Regions from separate parts of the Mus musculus genome. Here all the other regions are linked to region 1. The links are chromatin contacts, called in public Hi-C and promoter capture Hi-C maps. All regions are on one chromosome and are shown on one strand. The core of a region is the stretch at or near the end of the contact, and the rest is flanking DNA. Distances in the headings are between cores, read along the strand shown.

Region 1 (2,959 bases), core at 54-2,553:
CGTGCACCCTTTCGCCCATTGCAGCTGGTAGCGCCCAGTCGGTGGTGCGCGCCTCCAGTGCCAGTGGTCTCGGGCACACCCGCGCGGGACCATAGTAGAATCGAATGGCGGCCAGGCTCTCGAAGTCGCCATCTCCTCCCGGGTGATCCACGTTGAACCACGACGTCCACTCGCTGGCCTCTGTGAGCATCGCACGCTGAGCCCGGGTCCCACCTCCCTAGTCTCTCCAGCTTGGAGCCTTGAGGCCCAAGGAGCTGTGATGTCCAAGGACTCCTCATTCTCCCTACCCTCCCCACTGACCCCACCAGGCCCAGATCACACAGGCGGGTTGCTGAGGTGACTCACCCTCCCAATCTTCCAGGGCTGGCGAGGGCTGGCCGGTATCTGGCGGCCGTCCCTGAAGACCCCTGGCGGTTGAAGTGTGCTCCTCGGTGGGGGTGGCATCTGTGGGAGTTCGAGGAGGCACAAGATAGGGACCACTGAGACCCCTCTTTTGGTGCAACAGGGGGAACATTGACTACCACATTTCACGGGATATAAAACTGAGGATCTGAGAGGCCAGCTCTAGCCCCGGGGACTGCAGCAGCACCCACTCCAGGAAGCCTTCCCATTACTAGCAGCGGACCCTGAAGCCCTGTCACTCCGCAGATCTGGCGACTCTATGTCCCACTACACCTCTAGGCTCAAATGTTCATCAAACACAAGTCGAGTGTATTAGGCTCTGCCTCTACCCGCAGACCGCTGCAGTCTCTTCCTGGAAGTCCCCTCCTGCCATATACTCTCCCGGGTCTTTCTAGGTGGGACGCAAGGTGCCAACAGGTAAGTCCTTGGTTTCTCTGGCCTTCCATCTTTCCGGGGTGGAATAGGAAGGCAGACAGGTTCAGACAAACCCCTTCTTCCTGGAGCCCCAGCCTTCTGAGAAATAGGACTGTCACCAGCCCCGCGGAGAGACAGCTACGACCCCTTGGCACAGATTTGGAAACCTGATGATTTACAATTCAAAGCCTTGGCCAAGTGGACCTTCCTGGGACGACGATGGAAGAGGTTTCTTTCACCGGCTCTCTGGGACGCTCATGAGGTGCTCCCCCGCCCGCTTCTGTGCCTGCGGCTGTCGTCCTGGTGTGTTTGTTTGTGTGTGTGTGTGTGTGTGTGTGTGTGTGTGTGTGTGTGTGTAGGGGGTGGTTCCCAAGGTATCTCACCTCGCGCTCCCGCTAGGTGTAAGGCGGCAAGGCAGAGATAGAGCAAGGGCAGAGGTGATGCCATCGCCAGGTCCGAACTGCTCTGCGAAGCTCTGAGATCTGACTGTGGCGGGCCTAGCCGCTGCTTGGACCTAAAAGGGCGGAACGGGCCACAAGCCACGCCCCCGCACACCAGACTGGGTCTTCTAAGCCTCCCGCGGTACCTCCGCCCTTAGACTGCCCTTGCCCGGTGTCCTGCGTTCCCCCCTCCTTCTCCAACTGGGTCCCGTGCTGTGTGCCTGGCTCCCTCTGGTCTGAAACTTGAAGCTGCTGGCGCCCTAGGATGCTGGACGTTCTCTATATTGTTAAACTTCGGTCCTAAGTACTGGAGGCCACCCCCCAGCAGGGGTCTGCTCTCCATTCTAAGAAACTCCACGGCGCAGCTCCTCCCCACAAACCCGGAGGGAAGTCTCCTCTCCACCCGCCCACCCCCTGGCCTGGTACACAAAAGAGGCAGGGGAGAGGTGGTGGAGATGTTTATTGGTGCGGTTCACAGTGAGGCCACGCAGTCGGTGCCAGTATATTTTGGCAGGTGCAGGCCAAACTTTCGGCGGACGTCATCAGGCACGAACCTGCCGGCTACAAAGTGGAGACGTCCGGAGAAGCGGCCGGCGCAGCTCTTGGGCGCTGCAAGGGACACCAGCACATCGGGCTGCACCGCGTCCTTTGCGTCTCCGCCAGCCTCCGCATCCCAGCCTGAGGGCGGAAGAGGGGGAGCTGAGGACCTCCGGCCCGGGACCAAGTCTGCTCTGCCTCCCTCCACGCACGCGGGTAGCGGTCAGACCTGCTAACCGCAAACCGCCTCCACCCTCCGACTACACCATTTCCACTGCTAGTCTGCCAAGACCCAGCCTCTGCCTTGAGCCGTGTCTCCTTCCGCAGAGGTTAGGAACCGCGCCTTGCTTAAATCAGACCTTCCTCACCCACCTCGGGTCTGACCTCAGCCTCTCTACCCCACCCTGTACTGTGACCCGAGACCCCCCTCCTTCTAAACTGTGCCCCCACATCCCTATCGTATTTGATTTCCCCCTCCGACCTGAGACATCTTGGTTCTCTGACCCACCTCGTGGTACTTTTGTTAGGACTCTGCCCTCTCCCCAAACCACCAGGAGTTTCGGTTCCACCCAGTCCACGAACCAGCAACCAGGACTTCTCTCCTGCCTCAGGCACTAACCAGAGCCACCGGCTCCTCTCTCTGATTAGAGGCTTCCAACTGCAGAATCCCTCACTTTTCCGGGACCACCTACTGTATCCCCCTAGGACTAGATATGCCTCGGCTTTGGTCGGGGATTGTCCTGGAGCAGTGTAGCTAGGGGACACCCCCACGCAGTCCCCACGAGAGGCTGAGCGCTGTTTGTCCTTAGCAGCTCTGGCCTGGCAGGCGTGGCCTCTGCCGAGTGAGCTCACAGGACTGGTGGTGGGTGGTGCCCGTGGAGCTGAGCACTCGGACCAAGGGGACACGGAGTCACTTGGGACAGCCACTTGTATCGCTCCCATCCTCAGGGCGGGTGTGAAATACGATGGGGGCAGACGCGGAAACCGAGGTTGAAAGAGTTGGACAAGGAAAACCGAGTTGGGGGAGGGGGGTGCAGAGGGGTAGAATTTAGGATGGATGGAAAAAAACAGGCTAGGGTAACCAGGCTGTCCCTGGGTGGCGTGCCTGAGGGGACGTCCAGGCTCACAAGCGGGATGGAGAGTCGCTTCAGCGTGGCCAGCGCGCG
Region 2 (2,975 bases), core at 170-2,669, 350 kb after region 1:
CACAAAGCCATAGGAGAAAATTGACTCCCACAAGTCCTCTGATCTTACATGAAGGACACAGTATAAATGACACATCAATGTATAAAGATCAAATTTGTAAAAGCCACACTCTGGTTAGGGCTTTATGGTACAAGCCTGTGATCTCCAGCCCCAAGCCAGCCTAGGCTACAGAGTGAGACCCTGTGTGGAAGGAACGAGTGTAAAAGCTGAGGTGCTGGGAAAAAAGTGTTCAGTCAGCAGGTGAAGGTGTGCCGCTCCATCATCACAACTTGAGTTCAGTTTCAGCACTCACATCTGGTAGTTCACAACTTGTGCATACATGTAAACACACAATAGTCATGATGATGTTAAATAATATTGATAACAAATAATTTATTAATAATAATAGTTATTAAAGCACAAATGAAGCAGAGGCAGGCTAACCTCTGAACTGGAGGCCAGCACAGTCTACAGTGCAAGTTCCTGGACAGCCAGGACGACACGGAGAAATCCTGGCTTGAAAAACAACAACAAAACAAGAAACACTGATACCAGAACAACGGAGGCAGAAATGGTAGACCTCTGTGAGTTTCTGGCCAGCCTGATCTACACAGTGAGACCCTCCTGACCCCCTCCCCCGTCTTGCCCCTCAAGTAAACAAAACCTGTCTAGGTCAAGCAGCCTTACTGTCACATGAAATAATCCCGTTTTTGTTTTTTATGTTAGGGATTCATGTAGACCTGACTGACCTTGAACTCCTGATTTCCAGTCTCCAAACAACCCCCTGGCTCATCAGTTGTTTTTGAGGCAGTGTCTGGTCTTGTAGCCCAGACTGGTATCAAACTCGCAGCAATCCTTCTGCCTCTGCTTCTTGAGTGCACCACAACGCCTGTTCTTTCTTTTGGCTGTTTTTATTCTGAAATATGGGCTGGCTACATAGCCAAAGCCGGTCTAGAACTCATCAATCCTTCTGTCTCCCTAAAGCAGTCATGACAGGTGCAGCAACCACGCCCGCTCCATCACTACTACATGAACAGCAACACCAGCGTCCCCTGAACCAGAGTCACACTGTCTTGAACCTCTTGTACTCCTGGCTCCACTGCCTAGAATGCGGCCGACCCTGTAGCAGGTGCTCAGGTGCACACAGGCGCAGCGCGAATGAATAAAATGAATGAAAGAACCTGCACAAGAAAGGCGAAGCATTTGCTTCCCAAGTATCTCTGGGACGATTCTCTCCTTCCCCCAAACCAAGTCCGCGAGAGTCGTGCAAACACCACCACCCCGACCCCGCGGCGCCCACTCCCCACTGCGCCAGCCACAAGCACAGGCGGCCGGTGCTCCTCACCGGGTCTACGCAGCCACGTGGGGAAAGGGTGGGGCTCGCAGCTGTCACCCGAGACTTTGCCTTTGGCTCCTTCGAGCCACCATATAAGCGCAAGCGCAGAGGCGCCGCCTCGCCTCGGCGTCCCTCCTTCAGCCGAGAGGCTCCTTTCCGGGGCAACGAGGGCGACCGCGAGCACAGGTAAAGCGAAGGGAGCCACAGAATACGCGTGGGCCTGAGACTCTTGCAGTACTCTCAATGCTACTCCTAGGTGTCGCTTCCCCTCAAAAGAGATAGTTTTCACCTAGGTAGACTCGGCCCTGAGAAGTGAGCAGCGCGCCTGCGCGAAAGAGCGAAGATGGCTGCCCTCGACGCTTGCGCATGAGGACCTAGGCGGTGGCAGCCAGCGCCTGCGCACCAAGGCAAGGCAGAGGCTTGCGCCTGCGCGACGCGGCGCTGCGGAAACCGTTGGCTCATTTGCATCTCCCCGCCTCGCCAGGCGGTGGATAAGGGGCCCGAGGCGGCGGCGGCAGCGGCGGGGGCGGCACCGCACGCGGCAGGCTCCGGGTGAGGCCCGGGCCCTGGAGACCTGGGAGGGCTGGCCCGGGGTGGGAAGGACTCTGGGTGTCTCTAGGGCGAGCGCGCTCCTCCAGCCTGTCTGGCGGGTCCATTCATTACGCTTGAGCCCTCAGTCGGCCGGGCGAGTTGGGCGTAACGGCGAGCGGGCTTCGGGCCTCCAGCTGCCGGGAACCACTGCAGCCTCCGAGTCTGCCAGTACCATAGACGGGGAAACGGAGGTGCAGACAGATTAGGTACCTTGATTAAATTTCAGGATCAGCTGACCCGGAGGAGTCCCTGCTCTTAAATGACAGAGAACAAGGGGCGTCCTATCGCTTTCCCAGGGTGTGGGGAAACGGGGTGATGGTTATAGAAATGACCAGAAGGGAGGTTTACCTCTTGAAGTTGGAAGTGTCATAAGGAAGGCTGTCACTGATATGTATGCTGCCTTATTTTTTTTTAACATTCAGAAAGTGCCCTCACAATGAATGCCCTGTTGGTCAGGCTCAACATTAGGATGCCTGACCTAGTGGTTCACTTCTTCAAGTCTGCTTTTCTCCCGTGTGTGAACATTTTTTTCTTTCATTCCTTTTTTCTTTCTTTCTTTTTCTTTTTCTTTTTTTTTTTTTTTTTTTTTAAGGCAGGGTCTCAAACTGATTATGATGGCTCACCCCTATAATCCCAGTTCCCAGGAGGCAGAGACAGGGTGGATTTTCCTTTCAATGCCAACCTTAGTGTGTATGTATGTGTGTGTGTGCACACACAAAGTTTGAGGCCAACCAGAGGTGTGTAAGGAGATCATTTGGAATCTCTCCTACTCAACCATGCTACCAAAAAAAAAAAAAAAAAAAAAGTAAATAAAACTAAAAAGATTGGGTCTGCAGAACCTGGCAGTGCACACTGGCAATCCTAGTTCTTGGAAGGCAAAAGCAGGAGGATCAGAGGTTTAGTGCTCATGCCAAAGTGGGCTACTCTGTTGTAGTTGCAAAAAATCCAAACAACAACAAAACAAAACCCTCATGCACACACAAAACTGGGTCTTGCTATGTAGCCTAGGCTGGTCTGGAATAAACTAGGTAGCTCACACAGGTTTTAAACCTGCAAACCTGTTGCTCAG
Region 3 (3,014 bases), core at 322-2,821, 310 kb after region 1:
ATAAGGATGGGGCCAAGACTCATATACGGATAGGGTGAAAGAGCAGCTACTGTCTGCCGAATGCCAGACCCACCCTTACCTCAACTGCCTTAGCTAAAGACTTCTAAGTCTGTTTTACAGATGGAAAGTTGGGAATAAAACTCAGATAAGCATTTGCCTAAAAATCCTCCAGTGGGGCTGTAAGCATGGCTCAGGGGTAGAGTTCCTGTATAAGATCTCTCAGTGTGGAGGGCTGAGGGGGGCACATGGCTCAGGGGTAGAGCATCTGCCTAGACTTCTCCAGTGAAGGACTAGGGTGTGGGGTGGGATAAAATCCTAGGCTACGGATAGCTGCCCCTCCCCAGTACACTAAAACCTACAAACAAAAACCAAAAAACAAAAATATTCAACCCTTCTGTATACGAGGAAGCTTTGGCCTGTTGGGAGGAAGGCAACAGTGATGGAGACTCCAGGTGGTTACTGGGGTACATGGTTGCTTACTTGTCCGCTACTGAGCTATCTTCCTTTCTTTTCAGAGAAGCTCAGCCAAGCCTTGCACTGGACTCCAAAGCAGCAGAAGATCTCTTACCTAGGGAGTCCAGCCCTGTCCTAGAAAACCACATGTTCCTTAATTAAGCCTTCACTTATCCCAGAGGACCATCCACAGGGTGGGAGTGGAAGACATGACCATCAATTCCCAAACAGCTCGACAGAATATAACCCTGTCACAGGCAGTGCCTTGAGCAGTTCAGGACCCTGGATACAGGCCCTCCAGCATGCCAGGAGCCCCTCTCAGCTCATGTCTCAGGATGAGGACACAAGTTAAGTGTCTGGACCACCAGGCTGACAACTGGTTAACCTGCTCCTGCTGTGGGCTCATGCCACAGACTGCCTGGTAGAGGAAAAGAGGATGGGGAAACCACACTTGAGGGACTGTAGCCAGGATTCCTATCCTTGGCATGAGGATACCCAAGCCTGTTGGCTTTCACAAGTCTGGAGAAAGTCAGAGGAAACCACCCCTAAGAGAAGATGAAAGACAAAGCTTGCATGATTTTTAAAATCTTGGGGCAGGCAATAGTATTTAGTGGGGAGCCAACTTCCTAGCCCATGCAATGTGCTGGCCCCCATCTCCTGTGCTGCCAAATAAACAGCCTGTCACCATGTACTGGGAGGCTGTTGAAGGAGGGTCAAGTTCAAGGCTTGGGCTCTATATAGCAAGACTTTTTCTCAAGTAATAATAATCACTCTGCCCCAGTGAGGCACAAGACCAGACCTTGCAGGCAATGAAGAGAAATAGATGAGCCAGCTGGTGTTTTGGAGCTCCGGTCCCCAGACAAAGCTGTGTGGGGTTTAGCTAGACATGCCACGTCAGGACATGATGTGATTCCTGCACCCACACTGGGATGTGAGGATTCTGTAGACTGAGCCTCACCATCTGCGAGGCTCTGATTCCCAGCACCAGCCAGTTAGGTCAAGTAGACAGTGACCCATGGTGACTTGAAAAGCAAACACGGAAATGTCTACAAGAGCTGAGGGTGTAGGCAGCTTGCTGAGCAGGCACCAGGCCAAATAAAAAGAGCATTGGCACTGAGCATGCTCACTGTCTCCTAAACAACACAGTGCTTATTTCTACACTGTCCTGTATACTGTCACTTAGGGAGGACACACTCAGGTTGTAGGCAAACAACGCTCCACTGTACAGAAGGGGCCTGAGCTGAAGGTTTGGTGACTGGGGGAGGGAAGAGGGGCAGATGACAGTACTAGAGGCTCACACATAACAGCAGATGGCAGTGTTGTTAGGCTGTCACTGTAGTTGCAGCTGATGGGCTTTGTTGGGGATCTACTAGTCACTCCTTGTATCCTCCCCCCTTGGTAAGCATTTAGCAGTTACACACTACCCCAAACCATCCCCATCCTGTCTTCCTGGATCTATGTTGCCTCCTGTCTCCTCTCCTCAGTCTCTGTTGCTCAAGACCTGATGGCCATGGGAACCCTGGTTGTGTATTATCCTTCTCCCAGTGCTGGACAGGTCAACTGTACTCTCACGGTGAGCCCCGGAGAACACAGCACAGGGTTTCTGTCAGTGCTTGGGCCTTGACCTCCTTCCTGCTTAAGGTCAGGTCAGCTAAGCATCTCCTATCAAGCGGCCACTCTGCCGCCTCTGTGCTCTGCTCTCTGGGATCACTTTGCTCTGGGATAGGGGAGGCCAAATGACTATGGAACAGAAAACACATGGACCTATATGACCCACATTGTATAGGAATAGATATATCTTCTATCCTGTTTTTGTTTGTTGGTTGGTTAGTTCCCCCCCACCCCCAACTCCCATGAGACAGGATTCTCTGTGTAGCCCTGACTGGCCTGGAACTCACTCTGTAGACCAGGCTGGCCTCGAACTCAGAAACCCTCCTGCCTCATGGGTGTCTGAAAACAGTCCAACTGCATTCTCGCGCACTGCTCCACTCTGGTGGGTGAGGGCTGAGGGGGCAACAGCTCACAGGACAACAATGTCAAGGGGTCAGGTGAGGAGCACACACTTGCTATGGGTTCCATCCTCAGCACCCTTTACTGTCAGACCCTAGCTACCTACCCGCCAGGGTAGTGGGAGGGCATCCTGTCACCTGTGCCACTGCCTGAGGGCTGCAGACAGCCCCAACCTGTATGTGAAGAGGCACCTTCTTAGTGACGGCTTCTAAGCCTACCGTGGGTCCTACAGCCAAAGTCATCAGAAGCCAATTACCATCTGTCTGCCAATGATAAGGGCTGTTTTCTTTTCTAGATCAGAGTTTGGTGTGCCTGGCATGGTGGCCGTTGCCTGCTAACCCTGACTGCTGCCAGCCTCAAAGATAGACAGGAGCTCCTCACTCCATGCTCTGGGGACTGTGACTATCACCCTGGCTAGGAACTCTAAGCATGCCTCACAGTCATGCAGATTTCAAAAGACCAAGACAACTCTGGCCATAGCACACCTGCCAACCAGCACCTGCAATCTAAGGTGCAAGTTCAAGGACAGCCTGGGTGGGATACATGTCAAG
Region 4 (2,976 bases), core at 111-2,610, 420 kb after region 1:
TTCTGAGTTCAAGGCCAGCCTGTTCTACAGAGTGAGTTCCAGGACAGCCAGGGCTATACAGAGAAACCCTGTCTCAAAAAAACAAAAAAACAAGGGAAAAAAAAAAGAAAGAAAAGAGAATAGAAGAGAGGCAGCCTCAAGACCCAAACTATTCATTAGAGAAGACTTGGGGCCCCAATGGACCAATGGGATGGGGAATTTGGGGAGGGGAAAAGCCCTGCAGGTCTATGGAAGAAAAGGTCAGGAATTTCCCATATTTGGGGAAAGGCTTCAAAAACTTGCTTGAAATCACCACACCAGCTATTTTTGCCTTTTCTCTATGCTGGTACCCCTTTCTCCAGAATTGAATATTTAAAACTGTTTCATTTCCACTAGTCCCTTGAACGTGTTATTATCTAATTTCCAACAATTATTATAATTGCTTGTTTGAAACAAATTTTCAGGTAGCCCAGGCTGGTCTGCAACTTGCTACCAAACTGAGGATCACCTTGAACTCCTGATCCTCTTGCTTCCACCTGCTCAGTATTGAGATGACTGAGAGTCACCACGTCCGGCTCCAAGGACGCCTCTTTAATGGCAAAAGTGAACTGGGTCGAAGAGCACTGACACAAACACGGAGCATTGGTTTTTACCTGGAGTTTGACGGCTTCTACGTCAAAGCCAGCTCTACCCTTTTTTTTTTTCAGTGCCATGTTTTAGTCATTCACCGATCTCTCCCTATGCTCGGGTGCTACGAAAACTTAAGAGGTGCCACCCATCACCTGTGTGATAATGAACACGAGTCGGTCGCAGCGTAAATGTCAATGCTGCGGGTCAGGGTCCCCGAAACACTCAATGCTGTCCTGATTCCTGGAACCCAAGTGGGGCTAAGGAAGAGCGGGCAAAGAAAGGCATTAAAAGAAAGGCGAGAACTCACCTTCCAGGATGGCCGGAATGCACCCGAGCTGCACCGGCGTGGGCTGCTTCAACCCCAGCTGTCGACACTGTTCTACCAGCCACGACGACAACCCGATCTCAGCGAACCCCGCCATGCTCCAGACCCGGGCAGAGAACCTAGAAATGAGTGCTTCCGGCGCGTGAATGCTACGTCACGTCCACCCCGGCGCAGTCCGGCCTGGAAAAGTTGTGAGAGGACGTTGGCGGAGGAATGTGACGTCACGGAGAGACCCTCTCCAGATCCTTCAACCAATCCGAGCTTTGACCGCTTTTCAGTGTTTTGGTTCTGAAGGCCTTGTGTTTGTTGACGGAATCCGAACTATAGTTCTCGGGAGGCTTTGCAAGGTTTCTTTTTCATCGCCTCTGATTTGTCCCATAGAACTACGTTTCCCAGAGTTCCTGACGACGGGGACCTGCTTCCGGCCTACGTGTCCCAGAAGAAGGTTGGTTAGAGGTGCGGTGACATGGCTCCTCCGGTTCCTGGCGCGGTCTCTGGCGGCTCCGGAGAGGTAGATGAGCTGTTCGACGTGAAGAACGCTTTCTACATCGGCAGCTACCAGCAGTGCATCAACGAGGCTCAGCGCGTGAAGGTGGGCAGCGTGCGGAGCAGCTTCCGGCGCGCTCTGAGGTTCTGGTCCGAGGACTCGGTTTCTCTTATAATTAGGGATGGTTTTCAATTTACTCTGTAACCGAGGCTAACCTTGAGGTCCTGCGCCTCCAGTCTTCACCCCTCCAGTGCTAGGATGACAGGTGTGCACCCCTGTGCCAAGCTTCCAACTTTCTGGTGGTTGATTGACAGGGGCTCACTTTATAGCCCAGGCTGACCTGAAGTCAGGGTAATGGTGAGGTGACAGGTGTGCGCCACTAGCTCCATCATAAAACCTCTTACTGTTTCGTTTTTAAACCCCCCCCGCCCCCCTTTTTTAAGTGTCTAAAGTCAGGCATCATGGTGCACGCCTTCTATTCCAGCACTTGGGAGGCTGATCTCTGTAAGTTTAGGGTCAGCCTGATCTTCATAAGCAGTTCTAGGTCAGTTCGGGTAATACTGTAATCTGTCTTAATAATAGTCCTAAACCGGAGGTAGCTTGGTGTGCCTTAAATCCCAGCACCCAGAGGCAGAGGCAGTCAAGTCTCTGAGTTTTGGACCACTCTGATCTACATAGCGACTTCCAGGACAGCCAGGGTGCTACAGAAAAACCCCGTCTTGAACTGTACCCTCCTCGCCTCCCCCACTCCCCCCAAAAGGGAAGTTTGGTTATAAAAGAAGACAGTCTCCTTTAGCCCAGGCTGGCCTCAGACTCCCCATGTTGCTGAAGAGCACTGAATTCCTGATGGCCATGCCTGCTCTCTGGAGTGCTGGGATCATAGTGTGCACAGCCAAAGCACAGCTTCGATGCAAATGCTCCACAGGCTAAATCCTTGCCCTGGTTTTGTTTTATGTTTTAAGCAGCTTCATATAGCCCAGGCTGTCCCTAGATGTAGCAGTCTTGTCTCAGCCTCCCAGATGCAGGATGACAGGCCTGTGCCACAATGCTCAGCTTGTCTTTAGTTCATTAAAGATGTGACCCGTGTTTGCAACAGCCTGTGTGTGTTGTTGACAGAATCACCTGTCACTCATTCTTCACTGTGCACTCGTGGAAAACAGCATTCCTGCTGGGCTCAGTAAGGGATGGAGTTGGTGGAACTACAGGCTTTCTAGGTATAGTAGCCTTGGCAACAGAGGCAGCACAGAGAGCCAGGAAATGGCAGAATGGGTGTAGAAAGTGGTGGTCTTAGACTTGCCTGTTTTGAATGTGAAACAGAGTCAGGGCTGTGATGGGCTGGGGCATGGCTCAGGTAAACTATGTGGAGGCTTGTCCTTACCAGGCTAAAAAGCTGTTTTGTTAAGGTTCTGGACAAGAGGCAAGAAGATCCAACTTGTTCTCAGCTATGTAGTGAGTTTGAGGCCAGCCTAGTCTGCATGAAACCCTGTCTCCAAAACTCCCAAAATAATAAAATCAAAGCCAAATTCATTGAGCTTGTAAAGCGCCCAACAGGGCT

The links. Promoter capture Hi-C pulls out the DNA fragments that hold promoters and counts their contacts. Hi-C and Micro-C count contacts between places; a contact is called where the count stands out from the background.
Region 2: a Hi-C map of liver shows a contact between it and region 1, with 2.8 times the contacts expected there. The contact joins the promoter of Sugp2 here to the promoter of Cilp2 in region 1. A contact is called at or near these places in 17 of 39 promoter capture datasets (the 3T3-L1 cell line, 3T3-L1-derived adipocytes, the C10 cell line and 11 more), 2 of 15 datasets of contacts at CTCF or cohesin (large pre-B cells and pro-B cells), 6 of 484 Hi-C or Micro-C datasets (bone marrow-derived macrophages, brown adipocytes, embryonic stem cells and 1 more), 6 of 115 datasets of contacts at active chromatin or transcription factors (astrocytes, bone marrow-derived macrophages, embryonic stem cells and 2 more) and 3 of 9 other capture datasets (adipose tissue, embryonic stem cells and liver).
Region 3: a contact with region 1 is called in a promoter capture Hi-C map of liver. The contact joins the enhancer-like site here to the promoter of Cilp2 in region 1. A contact is called at or near these places in 19 of 39 promoter capture datasets (3T3-L1-derived adipocytes, the C10 cell line, the HPC-7 cell line and 13 more), 1 of 15 datasets of contacts at CTCF or cohesin (large pre-B cells), 1 of 484 Hi-C or Micro-C datasets (bone marrow-derived macrophages), 2 of 115 datasets of contacts at active chromatin or transcription factors (embryonic forebrain and neural tube) and 3 of 9 other capture datasets (adipose tissue, embryonic stem cells and liver).
Region 4: a contact with region 1 is called in a promoter capture Hi-C map of embryonic stem cells. The contact joins the promoter of Cope here to the promoter of Cilp2 in region 1. A contact is called at or near these places in 6 of 39 promoter capture datasets (the 3T3-L1 cell line, embryonic stem cells, hippocampal neurons and 2 more), 2 of 484 Hi-C or Micro-C datasets (embryonic stem cells and liver), 5 of 115 datasets of contacts at active chromatin or transcription factors (the 230-238 cell line, large pre-B cells, memory CD8 T cells and 2 more) and 1 of 9 other capture datasets (adipose tissue).

The regions. Positions count from the first base shown.
Region 1 is chr8:69,886,089-69,889,047 of GRCm38.p6, forward strand. Cilp2 (cartilage intermediate layer protein 2) reads right to left here and starts at 1,304. Exons shown (of 8, transcript NM_026818.2): 1 at 1,200-1,304; 2 at 346-444; 3 at 1-180. The coding sequence starts at 1,263. It overlaps Yjefn3 (YjeF N-terminal domain containing 3), which reads right to left. Exons shown (of 6, transcript NM_001353930.2): 5 at 2,899-2,959; 6 at 1,700-1,934. The coding sequence ends at 1,729. Gm33746 (a long non-coding RNA gene) reads left to right here. Exons shown (of 3, transcript XR_379069.4): 1 at 1-182; 2 at 506-819; 3 at 906-2,296.
Region 2 is chr8:70,232,786-70,235,760 of GRCm38.p6, forward strand. Sugp2 (SURP and G patch domain containing 2) reads left to right here and starts at 1,420. Exons shown (of 11, transcript NM_172755.4): 1 at 1,420-1,867. It overlaps Armc6 (armadillo repeat containing 6), which reads right to left and starts at 1,637. Exons shown (of 8, transcript NM_133972.2): 1 at 1,325-1,637.
Region 3 is chr8:70,198,825-70,201,838 of GRCm38.p6, forward strand. The region is part of intron 1 of Slc25a42 (solute carrier family 25, member 42); the gene reads right to left. Among named protein-coding and RNA genes, the nearest start is that of Slc25a42, 12 kb to the right of the region's middle. Within about 2 kb of position 1,572, at least 64 of the 459 cell types and tissues checked have an H3K27ac peak or open chromatin away from gene starts, as enhancers often do. A contact at or near this core is called in adipose tissue, fetal liver and liver, where this site is marked.
Region 4 is chr8:70,301,407-70,304,382 of GRCm38.p6, forward strand. It overlaps Cope (coatomer protein complex, subunit epsilon), which reads left to right and starts at 1,361. Exons shown (of 10, transcript NM_021538.2): 1 at 1,361-1,526. The coding sequence starts at 1,401. It overlaps Ddx49 (DEAD box helicase 49), which reads right to left and starts at 1,046. Exons shown (of 13, transcript NM_001024922.2): 1 at 917-1,046. The coding sequence starts at 1,031.